Regions from separate parts of the Mus musculus genome. Here regions 2, 3, 4 and 5 are each linked to region 1. A link is a contact called in public promoter capture Hi-C data. All regions are on one chromosome and are shown on one strand. The core of a region is the stretch at or near the end of the contact, and the rest is flanking DNA. Distances in the headings are between cores, read along the strand shown.

Region 1 (2,700 bases), core at 149-2,648:
TTAGTCTAGGAGGCTACATTGCTGAACTCTCTAAAAAGGTCAATAAGCAGGGCGGTAGTGGCACACGCCTTTAATCCCAGCACTTGGGAGGCAGAGGCAGGCAGATTTCTGAGTTCGAGGCCAGCCTGGTCTATAGAGTGAGTTCCAGGACAGCCAGGACTACACAGAGAAACCCTGTCTTGAAAAAACCAAAATAAATAAATAAATAAATATCAATAAAATCTGGTGGTAGGCGATGAGGTATAAATAAGCCAGGTACCAGAGATAGAAACCGTAGTAACAGGAAGCCAACGATCAGAAAGTAACGGTTGCTATGCATGAAAGTACAGTATAATACGGTTCTGTGCCCTCCAGCCCAAATGAATTTATTTCCATTCTCAGGTCCTGTCACACATCTCCAATTCTGAGCCTCTTCTCTAGGTCTGACCCTTATCTGTAACTGAAATCTAGGTGATGGCACACACGTTTTCTCCCAGCACTTGGGAGACAGATCTCCGAGTTTGAGGTCAGCCTGGTCTACAGCACAGGGACAGCCAGGGGTGGAATGCCGACAAACTGGAAAAACCCAAATCAAACCAAACTTACTCATTCCCCGCTTCCCTTCAATTAACAAAAAGCTTAGACATGGTGGCCCAAGACTAATTCCCAGGACCTGAGGCGGGAAAATCAGCAGTTCAAGGCTATCTTCTGCTACACAACTTTTGCGACTATGCTTCAAAGAAATAGGTGCGGGTAGCCAGAAGTCTCAGAGGGAAAAAGGCACTTGCTGAGCAAACCTGCCAACCTCATTTCGATCCCCAAATCCCACCAACTCCTTCAAACTGTCCTTTAACCTCCCCACAGTTGCTAGGGCGTGCCTGTACTGCACAGTAACAATAAACATGCTCGTTTTAGAACAGCGTCTATATTACGATCCATCCCTCCCCAACTCCATGCCCAGTCTATGCAGGTACCATGCTCCGACGTCCTAAACAGTTTTTATCCTATTTCCCTGTTTTTTCTCAACTCTGAAGTCACTGCTCACCATTTTTTAACGTGAGCAGATTGCAAATTTGCCTTGCCACCAAGGCCTGTGCCCCCTGGGGGATCGTGCGGCAAAGTGTCTCGACGAACTGCCTCATCAGCTGAGGTGAGACGCTCGGCTCACGTGGCTACTGCAGTTGCTTTAAAAGAGCAGCTTCCTTCCCCCCTCAGGAAGTAGAACCCGCTCGCATCTAACGCCGGTTGGCTCTGGGAGGAAAATGACTGAATTATCAGTTGGCCTTGAAAGTCGGGTCAAGGAGAGTCCCTAAATTCCGCAGGCGCGTGACGTGACTGGGCGCCGCAATTCACCGGAAGGCGAGCGGGGTGGGCGGGGCGCGTAAAAGCGCCTCGACGCGGAAGTCACGCGGCCCCGGCGCCGCGGAGGTCTCCGTCTCGGCGTTCGGCTATTCGGCCTGGCAGCCTTTCTGGCGCGCTCGGCTGCTATCTGTTCTCTCGGTGCTCGACTCACCCGCGCTGCTGCCTCCGCTGAAGGAGGAGCAAAGCTCAAGATGGCCGACAAAACGCCAGGCGGATCTCAGAAGGCCAGTTCAAAGGTAGTTTCTTAGAGATCTCCGTCAGTCAGGGGGGTCTCTCACCGTGGTCGAGGGCCTACAGAAGCCTCTGGCCTTCGAGGGTTTCCTGGGGCGAGGGGCTGAGGCCTGTTGGCCACAGTGGGCCTGGCACCGCTGCACCAAGGTGCGCAGGTTGAGAGGCCCGAGCGCGCGTCCGTCCCGACTGGGATTCAGCCCCACACCAGCGTGCCTGGTGGCGAGCGGGGCTGGTCACCTCGTTCGGCTTTGTGGGTCAGAGCAGTGGTTCCGAGGTGGTCCGGCGTCCTTGTATCACCCCTTGCTGCTCTCGGAGGCTGCGGGCTAGAGGCTGGGAGAGGCGGGAAGGTTCCCGGTCTTAGATGCCTGTTTCTTCCCCCCTCGTCCTCCCTTCTTTACTTTGGCTCTTACTCGTTCCTGGCCTTACACGGTTTCTCTCCTTGCCGTCCAGGAAATTAGGCTGGACGGGTTGCAAGGGTGTGCGAGAGACCCGCCAGTGGAGGGCCTGGGGTTGGGACGTGCGGAGGGAGCCGCTCTCTGAGCCTCAGGGTTAGAGCCACACTTCCCATGTGATTTTCCTCCCACTTCCCGGGAAGTGAAAAGTGAACAACATCCCTCTTGAGGGCCGCAGACTCAGGGTCTCAAGCAGTATGTGGGGTTTCCATTGGAAAGGGAAACTACGGTAGACGTGGAAATTGCCCAAATGCCCTTACATGTGAGTTTATAGGGAGCCCTGTGCATTGCTTGGGAAACCGTTGAACTGTAATTAAGCGTTAGTAAGGTTGGGTTAACAATTGGTGTTAGTTGCCATTTTGGCCAGCGTGTTTAATCCCATTTATTTACTTATCTATTTTGGATTATTTTGCTTGGAGATTCTCGTCCCCATCTCGGTATTAAAGATGCCTAAGTACTGCCATAAACCAGTGGCGAGGCTTGAGATGCAGAGATAAGGAGTTGGATAACATTTAAAGAGTCTCGGAACGTAAAGTGTATGATTATCTGTTTGCATTTGCTGTTTGGTTTGAGAAACAAACCAAACTTGCTCTCTTTCTAATAAGGCTGACGTTTATTTATTTGTTAATTTTTAAATTTTTGCCATTTTGCTGAATGATTGCCCCAGATTTACTTA
Region 2 (2,700 bases), core at 148-2,647, 3.1 Mb before region 1:
ACACATGGTAGTAAGTTTAATTAACACCCAAGGTTTGACTTGTATAACAGGGATAATAATAATATCTCTCTTAGCATTCTGAGAATTAAAATCAGAGTTCAGTTAGAGCAGAGCACGGCTTATAGTAACCACCATAAACATTACTCATAATTATCCACAGGCTGCGGTGACAATCAGCTGGTAAATGTTTAGCAAAATGCAGGACAGTGAAATGCTCCTATGGTGAGTGAGCAAATAAATAAAGTCATGTTTTGTACTTTTTACTCGAGACTTAAAATACAGCCATCTTTTAGTATCTCTGCACATGGTTCCAGTATCCTCCACCAAATCAAAACGCTCACGTTCAGTTATTTAAGTGCTTATAATTTACCCATCACTCCTGGTCATCTCTAGATTAGTTAGAACACCGATACAGGGGTCAAAGTTGTAAAGAGTCGTTGTATACTATGACAGCACATGTTCACACAACAGTTTTCCTCAAATGTCTTCCACCGAAAGCTGGTTCAATGTGTGGGTATGGAACTCACAAACATTGAAGAAGGAAAGTCAATTTTTAATTGACTATTAAAAATATGTCTCAAAACTAAGTTAGGCAGATCTCAGGGCCTTCCCCAAAAAGGTCATCCTCTGTGTGCACAGAAGGCCCAATCAACATCAACTAGAAAACGACGAGCTGGGCTGCCATAGCATTTGAAATTTCACCTCTGGCTCCATATACATTTAACTTTGTTTAGTTCTGGTTTTCCTCTGCTTAAGTTTGCAATGTGGTGCCTGCACACTACCAAACACCTCACGCAACCTGGAAGGTGGGTTAGCAAGCACCACCCTCAATGACAGAATAAAGTGACTTGGTCAAAGTTGCCTTTGGCATCCGAGTCCTGACTCTAGCATTTACTTGCACTACCGGACCCGGTGCAGACTGCAAGGGCACTGACAGGCGCCCTGACCGCCCTGAGAGTCGGGGGCGCCGCTCCTTCGCGGGTACCCAGTTACACTACTGTGTCACCACGGCAGCCTCCCGGTCTGGCCTTCTTCCTCCCAGGACGCCAACGGGACAGGAGGACCCCGTCAGGCCGCAGCAGTAGCAGCGCAGACCGCTTCTAGCTACTGCTCCTAGCCAAGAAGCCCCGGGAACCCGCCGCAGCCGGTGGGCTCCACTCTCTGTCCCCTGAGGCCCGACTTACCATGGCTCCGACTGTCCGAGCGAGCCCCTGCCCGTCACAGGCTCAAGGCGACACACTCAGGAACCCACCGACCCGTGGACCGGCCAACCCACTGACGTGGAACTTCCGGGAAGCGACTCTCGCGGTACTCGGAGCCAGGCTCTGCGCCTGCGCACACCCTCCGTAAGGCGGTCCGTGCATGGTCCCGCCCCAGTTTCCTAGGTAACGCGGACTTCCGCGTCTCCCGCTGCTGAGCTGGCTGATGGAGTGTATTGCTGTGGCCAGAGTTGGGCGGTGACTAGCGGCGGTCTGGGCTGCTCACCTTCGGTCAGTTTCAGAAAGGCAAGAAGATGGAGCGCAGTGCTGGATTCCTGCTGAACGTCGGCAGCAGTGGAGGGGCCCGGAAGCGCTATCCGAACAGCGTGAGCCTCTGGCAGAGAAAAGAAAGCTCTAAAACTGTGTACTCCAGCGGGCTCCGGAACGGGGCCCAGAGCGGTGTCTGGGTCTTGGGTGAAACCGACCGAGGCGGAAAAGATGTGGGCGCGGCTCCCGCCTTTGAGGCTCCGAGGAGCCCTGAGATCTTGGTTCTGGAGGCTCCCGGAGGCAGTCGGGTGATTACCCTTCAAAGAGCATCCACCGGGTCGTTTGTTTGGCTATGTACCTTCAGTTGGTGGTACTGCCACATCACGTAGGAGTCGTCTCCGTTTTATTGATTGGAAATGTAAGACTCAAAGAACTCAGGTTTACTGGCCAAGATGGCATAGTAAGTAGTGTTGTTAAGATCTGGGCTCAGGGGAGAATACGCCCTGGAAGCCCAGTGCTCTATCTGCTATGCCAAAATAGCTCTTTAATAAATTAGTTGAATTTCAAAAAAATGATTGCCAGGAAAAGTGCAAATACATTGTGTATCGATTTCACACACCTTTTAAAAAGATAATGCTATGAAACAAATGGAAGTTGCCCTTAGCTCCTTATAAACCTCTAGTTGGAGAAAAGCCTAGGTTTCCAGAAAGGAATTGTATAGCCTGAGAGAAGTAAGGGTGAGTTTTCATTAGGTAGTGCCTGGCTCTTGGGAGATTTATAGGCCTCAGTTTTTCATATACAAAAAGTCAGATAGTTTTCAAAGATCCATTTTTACTATTCTGTCAGTAAAAACAAATTTTCTCTCAGTAATGAGATTTTTACATAATTGACATGAATAATCACATAATCGCATACTGTAGCGCAACCAATTGCAAGAATTAGTTGAAACTTTTTAAAATGTGAACTATATCTAGTGTGGAGAATAGCTGGGCTTCTATTATTTTTGATTCCTTAATTCTCTTTGCATTTTTAATTTGACACAGTATCAATAAATATAAAATAAAATAACATCTCCATTCCACAGAACCTGTTGATAATACTTAAATCTATATAACACCTGTAGTTTACCTGCTGGAGAGTTAAGCCCCCACCTGCCGTGCTCATTTTGTGTCTCCATCTTTTGCTGCTGCAGGTCAGCAACATCAAGTTCTGCAATAGTGACTATGATCAGCTC
Region 3 (2,700 bases), core at 143-2,642, 3.2 Mb after region 1:
GGAGAAAAATAAGTAGAAAAGAGCCATCTACTACTTCCCAGGTATTATTTATGGCATATGCAACTCCATTATCTTCTCATTTGGTATCATAAGTGGCATAGCTCCTGGCTTAAAGCACCCTGTACAAATGGTATAGACTCTGGCCAGGGGGATAACAAGCAGAGGCATAAGGTAATAGCAGTCACTAGACCAGAAATGATATTCGTAAAAGGTTAATAAAATATGCTGCAAGAAAGAGGCAAGCAGACTCTCAAAACACCCTCTTAAAAGGGAATGTGTGTCTAACTAAAACCGATAAGAACAATTACTGGCCTTAACGCTCCTGCTTTGTCTATAGATATGCGGGTACTCCACTTGCTTGTTAAATAATATGGTTTATAGCTATAACTGTCTTTTGAGAGTGGCCCTTGGAGGTGAGCTATCTGGGCCAAGTTACTCTTGAACGTATGTGTGAGACCTCCCAGGTACTGGTTCCAACTGCCAGCTGTCAAAGTCTGATTACTCAGTCATGAGGAGTCGCTGTACTTTCGGCCTCTTTGTGTCTAAAATTAACGGGGTTGTTTGTTTGTTTTACAAAAGTACAAGAGGTGCCTCTGACCTCCAATAAGTTAAGAGCCTTCTCCTAATAAAACAGGAAATTTTGTTTACAACCAAGAGGCTTGAAATGGAAAGAAATAGAACACATAAAGGCAATATCCACTGGACAAGTGAATAACTGGCTGGCTGCTTGTTACAAGATACAGGAAAATAACCCGAAACTCCTACCTGCCCACAGACAAACCTGACTGAACTACATTTTACCTCTCCAGGCAGAGGTACTTCCCTTGCCCGTGTGCCCACCTCCCCTTCCCAGTCACCTTCTTGGTCACCTTTCCTAACTTCCAGCTTAAATCTCCACCCTCAGATTTCTCTTCGCAGGGCTTATAAAAGTTCTGGGTCCGGTGAAGGTCATGGATCTCTTTAGAGGGCATCTGGCTTACCTTTCTCATGCAGCTCCAAGTGAGGCGAATTCCTAGAATCCTAGCACCAGCAGCGACTCAGCTCTCCAGACTCCTCTCAGAAAGGCATAGGTGCTGCACTACTCCACTAGACTAAAGTCAGGGAGAAAAAGCACCTGGACTTTGAGGCAGTTTAGGTTTTGTTTCCTGAGTCTTTAGATTTCCTTTTCCTGACTGGAAAGATACGCAACCAAATTGAAACCCTGTCTGAGTTCTAAGTCCTTTGAGAATTGTTAGCTGCTCCTGGCAGAGGCTCTCAGTAGAAATGAATATCTGGTCTGTGCACAGTTCTGGAACGCCAAAGGAACACTTACTGGCATTCCCTTTACTCTGACCTCCACTGCATTCTTCAAATGCTGGCACTGATTCAAAAGGAGACTCAGGAATGCTTTCCCTTCCTTCTTGTTTTGTTTTGTTTTGTTTTGTGTTAGGAGAGTCAGAGTGCATATCCCGATAGTTCTCAAATGCCTAACTTCTTCTACTGAGTACCAGCAGGAGCCGGTAGGACCACCAATATTATTTTTCCTTATTATATTTTTGTCACAATCTTGGGACAGTTGTTCACATTCAGGTGAATGAGCCTCTTTGAGACGGAGTCTCCCTATGACTGTTATGGGTCTGGGGTCACTCCGAGATTCACCACCACCACAGGTAAGTTTTAATAAGAGGCTTTATTAAATACTGCCACTCGATATTCATGGCACCAGAACGGCAACCCAGAGTGCTCTCCAGATGCAACAGCTAGTCATATCAAGCCAAACCCACAAGACTGCTTGTGTTTTGTCTACCTGGAGGCAGAGTCTAATTTTAACATATATGTCTTGTAGATGTTCTAGTCATTGAGAAGAGTATGCAAGCTTGAGTACAAAAGCTGGAAATAGTCTCTTTAGTAGGTCTCAAACCAGAGACAAAGGGCTGAGTTCCATTAACATATGAAATTGAATGCTGGCTACCTGGTTCTCCCTGCATCCCTCACTCCCTACCCGTTTCAGGGCCTGACTGCCATATTTGGTTTGGTACCCTAAATTCTCCTCCAGCCAACAGGCTGGGCTGCTCTTCCCTATAAAATCCAATCATGTAAGTTACCTGGATGTTTTTTTGGTTTGCCTTGCTTTTTGTTTGGTTTGTGGTTGTTGTTTTTTAGGTGTTTTCCTTGTTTGTTTGGTTTGTTGTTGTTGTTTTGTTTTGTTTTTTGGTCTATCCTTTACCCTCTTGGCCAGTCTCTTGTCCCCGGCTATCCCCTCCTTAGTTGGCAGACCATCTCTTATCTCCCTTCTACTGCCTTCCTCTTCCCCTCCCCTCTCCTCACATGGCCCAGCTCAGCCTGTCTGTGTGGTGCACTCTGGACTCTCCCTTTTCAGTGCTTTCGTGACCTCTCAACCACAGTAAAGTCTAAACTTTAAGTGTACTTGTTAATCATCAGACACCTCACTTCCTGAGTTCGCTTTTCTTTCACACAAAGCTGGACTGTTTCTCCTGCCTCCCTTCACTGCTCCCCACAAAATGACTACAGAATTTTTAAAAACTCCTCAACAGATAAAAATTCTAGAGAGGGACTAGTAGAGCTCCTGATAGGCAGACAAAGGGGGGGGGGGAGCGGGGGAGCCATGACTACATAATGAAAGGCTTCTTCCTCACCCTTGATCAGAGGTGAAAACCAGTCAGCCTAAACCAAGGGCCTCAAAGAGGGTTTCTCCTCTCC
Region 4 (2,700 bases), core at 101-2,600, 3.7 Mb before region 1:
AATGGTGGTGTGCACTCAGGAGGCAGAGGCAGGAGGATCTCTGTGAGTTCTAGGTGAGCTGGGTCTAGAGAGCTAGTTCCAGGACAGCCAAGGCTACATAAAGAAATCTTGCCTCAAAAAACAAAAAACAAAAACAAAAAAAAAAAAAAAACAAAACCCCCATAAATATAATAGCTGGGTGTGGTGGTGTTTAGCTGTAACCCCAGCATTTCAGAGGTTGGAGGATCAGGAATTCAATGTCGTCCTCAGACGGCCTGCATGAAACCTTGCCTTAACGTGAATCAACAATTCAATTCCAACAACATTGCAACTTGCTCTTCACGGTTTACCATTTACTAGCTATTTACTATTTACAAAAATCCATGCAATGCACAAGATTGAAACCAATGCCTGCAGCGCTGATATGATTACAAAATAAAGTGGCAGGCTAGAGAGACAGCTCAGTGGGTAAAGGCACTTGTCCCAAGAAAGCTTGAGAAGCAATCCTCAGAATCCACAGGAGGCGAGAATTCTGTAACCCCGGGCCTCCTGTAGGGAGATCGGACTCTGCAGCTCTCCCCTCCATCCCCTACAGTATGCAGAAAAACAAAAGACCTTGTCTCAAACAAGGTAGAGGCAATGACCGACGCCCAAGGTTGTCCTCTTTCTCTACGTCTGCACCGTGGCGTGAACAATTATTGATTAGTTGATAATAGTGGGAACCTTGATTAGGCTTTGCTGTGTTTTTCACATTAATCAACGTGGACCCACATAAAGGCGGAGTCCTTAAATTTGTAATGAGTCTGACAGGAGGGGTACTCGCCTACCCTTTACTCCGCGATCTCCCACTTGGCTCCAAATCGCTATCACCTGACAGCGCCGCAAAGAGAACTGGAGCTAGCCCGGAACCCAGCCGATTCCATGTAGGAGTCTAAGCTCAGTTCCTGCTTCCTCTACCAGGTCGCACACCTTCAACACTCGGCTGGGAGAAGAGGTTGAGTGAGGAGCGAGGGACACAAAGCGACGGGCGGGCTCCCCGCAGGGAGGTCCACGCCCACACCTGCACGCGCATTTCCTAGCTAGCGCGTAGGAGCCGGGGCGACTCCATTCTGAGGGCCCTGGCTGGTGAGTGGGACGCTCCGGATTCCGGAGAAGCCACCTTTGGGCGTGCACCTGAAGGGGGCCCACGTAAAGTCCTCGGCGACCCCAAGCGCCACTCACCTCGGTCACAGCCCGTGGCTTCCACCGCGCTCGCCCCCGCGGCCTAAGCCCCGCCTACGCGACCGTTAGCGCAGCCAGGCTGACCAATCGAACTGACGCAGTCGATGGCCTCCCAGCGGGGCGGGACAACACCACCTGGCGCGCCGGGAAGGCGGGTCCACGCCGCGCTCTATCGTTAGCTCCGCCCACGGGGCGGGGCTTCTTCCCGCCTCCACTCCCACCGGACCCGGACTTGCTGCGGCTACTTTGTAGCAGGCGCTTTGACACTTCCTGGACGCTCCGCCTGATAGTCGCTCAGTCACCATGGTGTTTCTTTGATCCCCGAGAAGCTAGAAATACACACATTTGCGGTTGCAAGTGAAAGTGAGGCCGGGGCTGCCTTATTATCACTGGATGCCTGCGCTCCCTACAGCTCCCCCTCACGCCCTGACTGCGAGCCTTTTTCAGGAACTGTCTGCACGGGGCAACCCCAATAAGCATTTCTTGATAACATTTCACCTTCTCCTTGAATATTTTCAAAGGTCTACGAAGAACTGAGATGCCTGCCTGACGAAGCTCAGTCTAGATAGGCAGTTTGGGCTCCTGTTAGACACTGATAAGACTGGTTAATAAAGGGTTTGTGGCTACAGAGATAAAAGATTACATAAGGACATGAGGCACAACTCTTGCTTCAACTTTAGATAAGCTGAAAAGCCTTGAAAACGATCTATGGGCCTCCAGGTTAATTAAGTCAAGATCTCTAAAGTGGGGCCCACACGTCCAGAGTTTATATGGTTCCCCGAAGTGATTCTAATGTATAGCCAGGAGGGAGAACCAACTGTCCGCTGAGAAATAATTAAGACTGATTCTAAACCTGGTGGGGAAGAGGGACTGGAGATGTAGATCAGTTGGTAGAATTCAGCGTCCGGGAAGCCCTTGGGTTTGATTCTTCAACACGGCCTAAGACAGGCGAGCTGACACGTGCCTGTAATTCCAGAATTTAGGAGGTACAGGCAGATCAGGAGTTCAAGGTCATCCCTGGCTTTATAGCAAAAGTCAAGACCACCGGAAGCTACAGGAGGCCTTGGCTCAAGGAAAAAAATAAAACGAAGGTCCTTCTCCACTCTTTTCAAAAACCAAAAGTGGGTTAAGAAATCCAAAATATGTAAGGGAAAAAAAATCATGTTCGCAGTCTAAAGGATGACCTCGAGTTTTCAGGAATCTACCATCGTTGTCCTTGCAACTTACAGCCACACGGTGGCGGTATTGACAACAGGCATTTCCAGAAGGACTTGGGAAATGCAAGTCCCATCAGGGTCTTAGTGACCCTAATACATCAACTAAAGTGACTCTCTCTGGGTGGTCCAAGGGCACATCTCTTAAGAGAGTACTGCTCTCAAGCCCACGTTTAGGCACACAGTGAGTCTAAACTGTGTGTGTTCTCTGCAAACACATCCCAATCCCTCTATTCCCCCTCATGGCCCCTTCCTTCCCTTTCTATATCTGGATATTCACACTACG
Region 5 (2,700 bases), core at 158-2,657, 3.5 Mb before region 1:
ACCTCTGCAAGGGTCCTGCTTTGGGATTCCACTACAAGTTTGTTTTTTTGTTTGTGTGTTTGACCGGAAGTTCCAACAGTCTTGTGGCTTGTGATCTTACACACTTCAAGTTCAGTACTTTCAAAGCTCATTGGAGTTGCTCTCTTGGCCCAACAGGGTTTTTTCTTAATTTACTTTGGTTGTGATCAATATAATTCATATTATACCTTGTTATTATACCTTCATATTACCACTTGTTTCACACCTGTGTTCTGACCCCACCACTCTGTCCTAAGCCTCACCATGACCTGCACAGGTCTGCTTTTAGCAGAAAACCTTATATGGAATAACAACCCCCAGATCACTAACGATGATTTTACTATATACTGTATTTCCAAAATCCATTCGGTATTTCAGAAACGGTGCTTATCTAATCTAATTATGATGACGTCACCAGACACTAACACCGCCCACAATGACATTTACATGAGCATTGGTTGCAGTACAAGGCAATTTTCAAATTTTCAGACTTGTGTTTACTCGCTGTTACAGGTGACAGATTGAATGCAACGTTAGATGGTTAAACAGCAAAACAACTCAAGTTACCTGTCCCACCATCTTCCACCTTGAGTACAGCGTAATTTCGCTGGGTTTCATTGAACCAATTCATTCTATACCTGAGACAGGTCTCCAAGTCAGCCTTTGCATGAGAAAAACAACAGAATTCTAGGAAGAGACTATAGAATCCCACTCTGCCCGCTGTAAGATAACAGGCTCCTTCATTAAGCAACTCGAGTTGAGCTTATTGCAACACTAGAGCGATTCAGGAATAAATCTGTCCCTAAAGCCAACCTCCACGAAGGAAGTAGCCACAGCCAGCAAGGATGCTGCAGTGAGCTGCTCTCAAGAGCTCCCGACCACCGAGCGAGGTTAGCTCGGCCTCCTACAACCCCTGGAGGTACGTGTAGGTAGGTACTTGTAGGTACCTCTCCGGGGTATTTGGGCCAAGGGCCGCCTGGGACGCAGTCAGGAGCGGCACCGAGACTCGGACACGTCCGAAGCCCGAGAACTCCGGACCGCGCCACGAATACTGCGCCGAGGCACCGGAGGGTCCGCAGCTTCGGGTGGCCGCCCCACACCCCTTCTTTCCGGGGCCTCTTGCCCTGAGCCCACACTGCGGCTTGCTGTCTGCCGACCGAGGCCTGGGCACCACGCATCTCGGAGCCCGCTCGGCCAGGCCGAGCTGGAAGCGCCCGCCGAAGCTGCCAGCACCGTCTCCCGCGCTCACCTGCTCCGCGCGCCGCCACCGGCTCCCGATCCCACGACGTAGTCAGCAGCTCTCGCGGCCGCGCCCACCGGGCTCCAGCACCCGCATGCCGGGCGCCCAGCCTCCTACTGCCTTCCGGGCTCAACGAGACCCCGCCCACTGCCCTACTGCGCCTGCGCGAGTGCGAGAGCCCTTTTCAGAGGCTCCGCCCACGCTCCGCGCGAAAACCAATTCCCGGTGTCCGCCTCCATAGGCCCCGCCTACCCTCCGCTTTGGGGCCAATCCTGCTCCTGCTGTGCGCCGCTCTGCGCCCTTGTGCACAGTTGAGCGCTCTGCGGTGCGCCCTGCTGCGCCGCTGCTGCCCCTAGGCCCTGTGGGTGTCACTTTCTTGTTTGTTGTGCAGGTCTGACAGCAGCTTTTGTAGCCTTCCGGATAACCCGCACCTCCGGGAGAGGCAACTCGTCCGCTGAGACCCTTTGTTCCCACTGCCCTGCCGGCCTTCCATTCTCTGCTATAAGAACGGTCATTTTAGGTGGAAGAGTCCAGCCTTTGAAACCCTCTGTACGACCACAGGGGTCGTTTGGCTGCCGAGCCTTACACCTAGCCCAGAGGTTTTTGCTCGCCTTGTCTCCCTATTTTATATATACTTCTTCCTTTAGTGAGATGTTTGAATTTCACTTACTGACAGACAAACCTTAGGGAAAGAGTATAGAGTTCAATAATATAATAGGGCGTTTAGTTATCCTGGGTGAGGTCGTGGGTTATGTAAATTATTTTTAGTGTATATAATACATATGTACAAACACACAACCACTGAATTGTCCCTAATGCTATTGTAAAGTCTCAGACAAACAGGTAAGTAAGTAATGTCGGATAGAATCTACAGTTTCATTTATATAAAGGGAACGAACCAATGAGAGATTTTTTTTAAGTCTGATAAAGATTTAATTTGGGAGTGTTTGTGCCTGTTTAGTTGATATTTAAGAGAATCTCACTACGTAATTCATAAGAGCCTCACACTTGGATTCCAGACCCTCCTGCCTCAGTCTCCCCAGTGCTTGGATCACCATGCCTATCTACCCAGCCCTCAGGAGGTTGAAACAGGAGGATTGCAAGTTCCAGGCTACCCTAAGCTTTATAACTAAGCCTTGTTTCAAAAAACTAAAGTAGTAAAATTTAATGAAGCAGAAGTTTCAGGCACGGTATCTGCAACATTAAAGAACACTGGTCTACTTAATATTCTGAAATTTCTGACTGTCATGGCAATAAATTTTTTTTAAAGAAAAGAATAGACAAATGGGAGAGAACTGGACAAAACAGATGGCAGACACATTGTACCCCTTACATAAAAGAGTTTCTATGAATAGATTTTTAAAATGCCAAATGGTGTTTTTCAATTATTGGTGAAATGTTCAAGTAGGATATTAGAAGGACAGGGAATATAAATGGTCAAT

Evidence for each region. Promoter capture Hi-C pulls out the DNA fragments that hold promoters and counts their contacts.
Region 2: a contact with region 1 is called in a promoter capture Hi-C map of pre-B cells. The contact joins the promoter of 4930579K19Rik here to the promoter of U2surp in region 1. A contact is called at or near these places in 1 of 39 promoter capture datasets (pre-B cells) and 1 of 484 Hi-C or Micro-C datasets (CD4 T cells).
Region 3: a promoter capture Hi-C map of the HPC-7 cell line shows a contact between it and region 1. The contact joins the promoter of Plscr2 here to the promoter of U2surp in region 1. A contact is called at or near these places in 2 of 39 promoter capture datasets (the HPC-7 cell line and cranial neural crest).
Region 4: a contact with region 1 is called in a promoter capture Hi-C map of pre-B cells, with 4 times the contacts expected there. The contact joins the promoter of Cep70 here to the promoter of U2surp in region 1. A contact is called at or near these places in 2 of 39 promoter capture datasets (erythroid cells and pre-B cells) and 1 of 484 Hi-C or Micro-C datasets (CD4 T cells).
Region 5: a promoter capture Hi-C map of pre-B cells shows a contact between it and region 1, with 6 times the contacts expected there. The contact joins the promoter of Faim here to the promoter of U2surp in region 1. A contact is called at or near these places in 1 of 39 promoter capture datasets (pre-B cells) and 2 of 484 Hi-C or Micro-C datasets (CD4 T cells and CD8 T cells).

What each region holds. Positions count from the first base shown.
Region 1 is chr9:95,510,694-95,513,393 of GRCm38.p6, reverse strand. U2surp (U2 snRNP-associated SURP domain containing) reads left to right here and starts at 1,398. Exons shown (of 28, transcript NM_001357974.1): 1 at 1,398-1,577. The coding sequence starts at 1,533.
Region 2 is chr9:98,562,308-98,565,007 of GRCm38.p6, reverse strand. 4930579K19Rik (RIKEN cDNA 4930579K19 gene) reads left to right here and starts at 1,397. Exons shown (of 1, transcript NR_029444.1): 1 at 1,397-2,548. It overlaps Copb2 (coatomer protein complex, subunit beta 2 (beta prime)), which reads right to left and starts at 1,277. Exons shown (of 22, transcript NM_015827.2): 1 at 1,185-1,277. The coding sequence starts at 1,187.
Region 3 is chr9:92,274,294-92,276,993 of GRCm38.p6, reverse strand. Plscr2 (phospholipid scramblase 2) reads right to left here and starts at 1,392. Exons shown (of 8, transcript NM_008880.3): 1 at 981-1,392.
Region 4 is chr9:99,241,991-99,244,690 of GRCm38.p6, reverse strand. Cep70 (centrosomal protein 70) reads right to left here and starts at 1,350. Exons shown (of 18, transcript NM_023873.4): 1 at 1,201-1,350.
Region 5 is chr9:98,985,080-98,987,779 of GRCm38.p6, reverse strand. It overlaps Faim (Fas apoptotic inhibitory molecule), which reads right to left and starts at 1,407. Exons shown (of 5, transcript NM_011810.3): 1 at 1,268-1,407.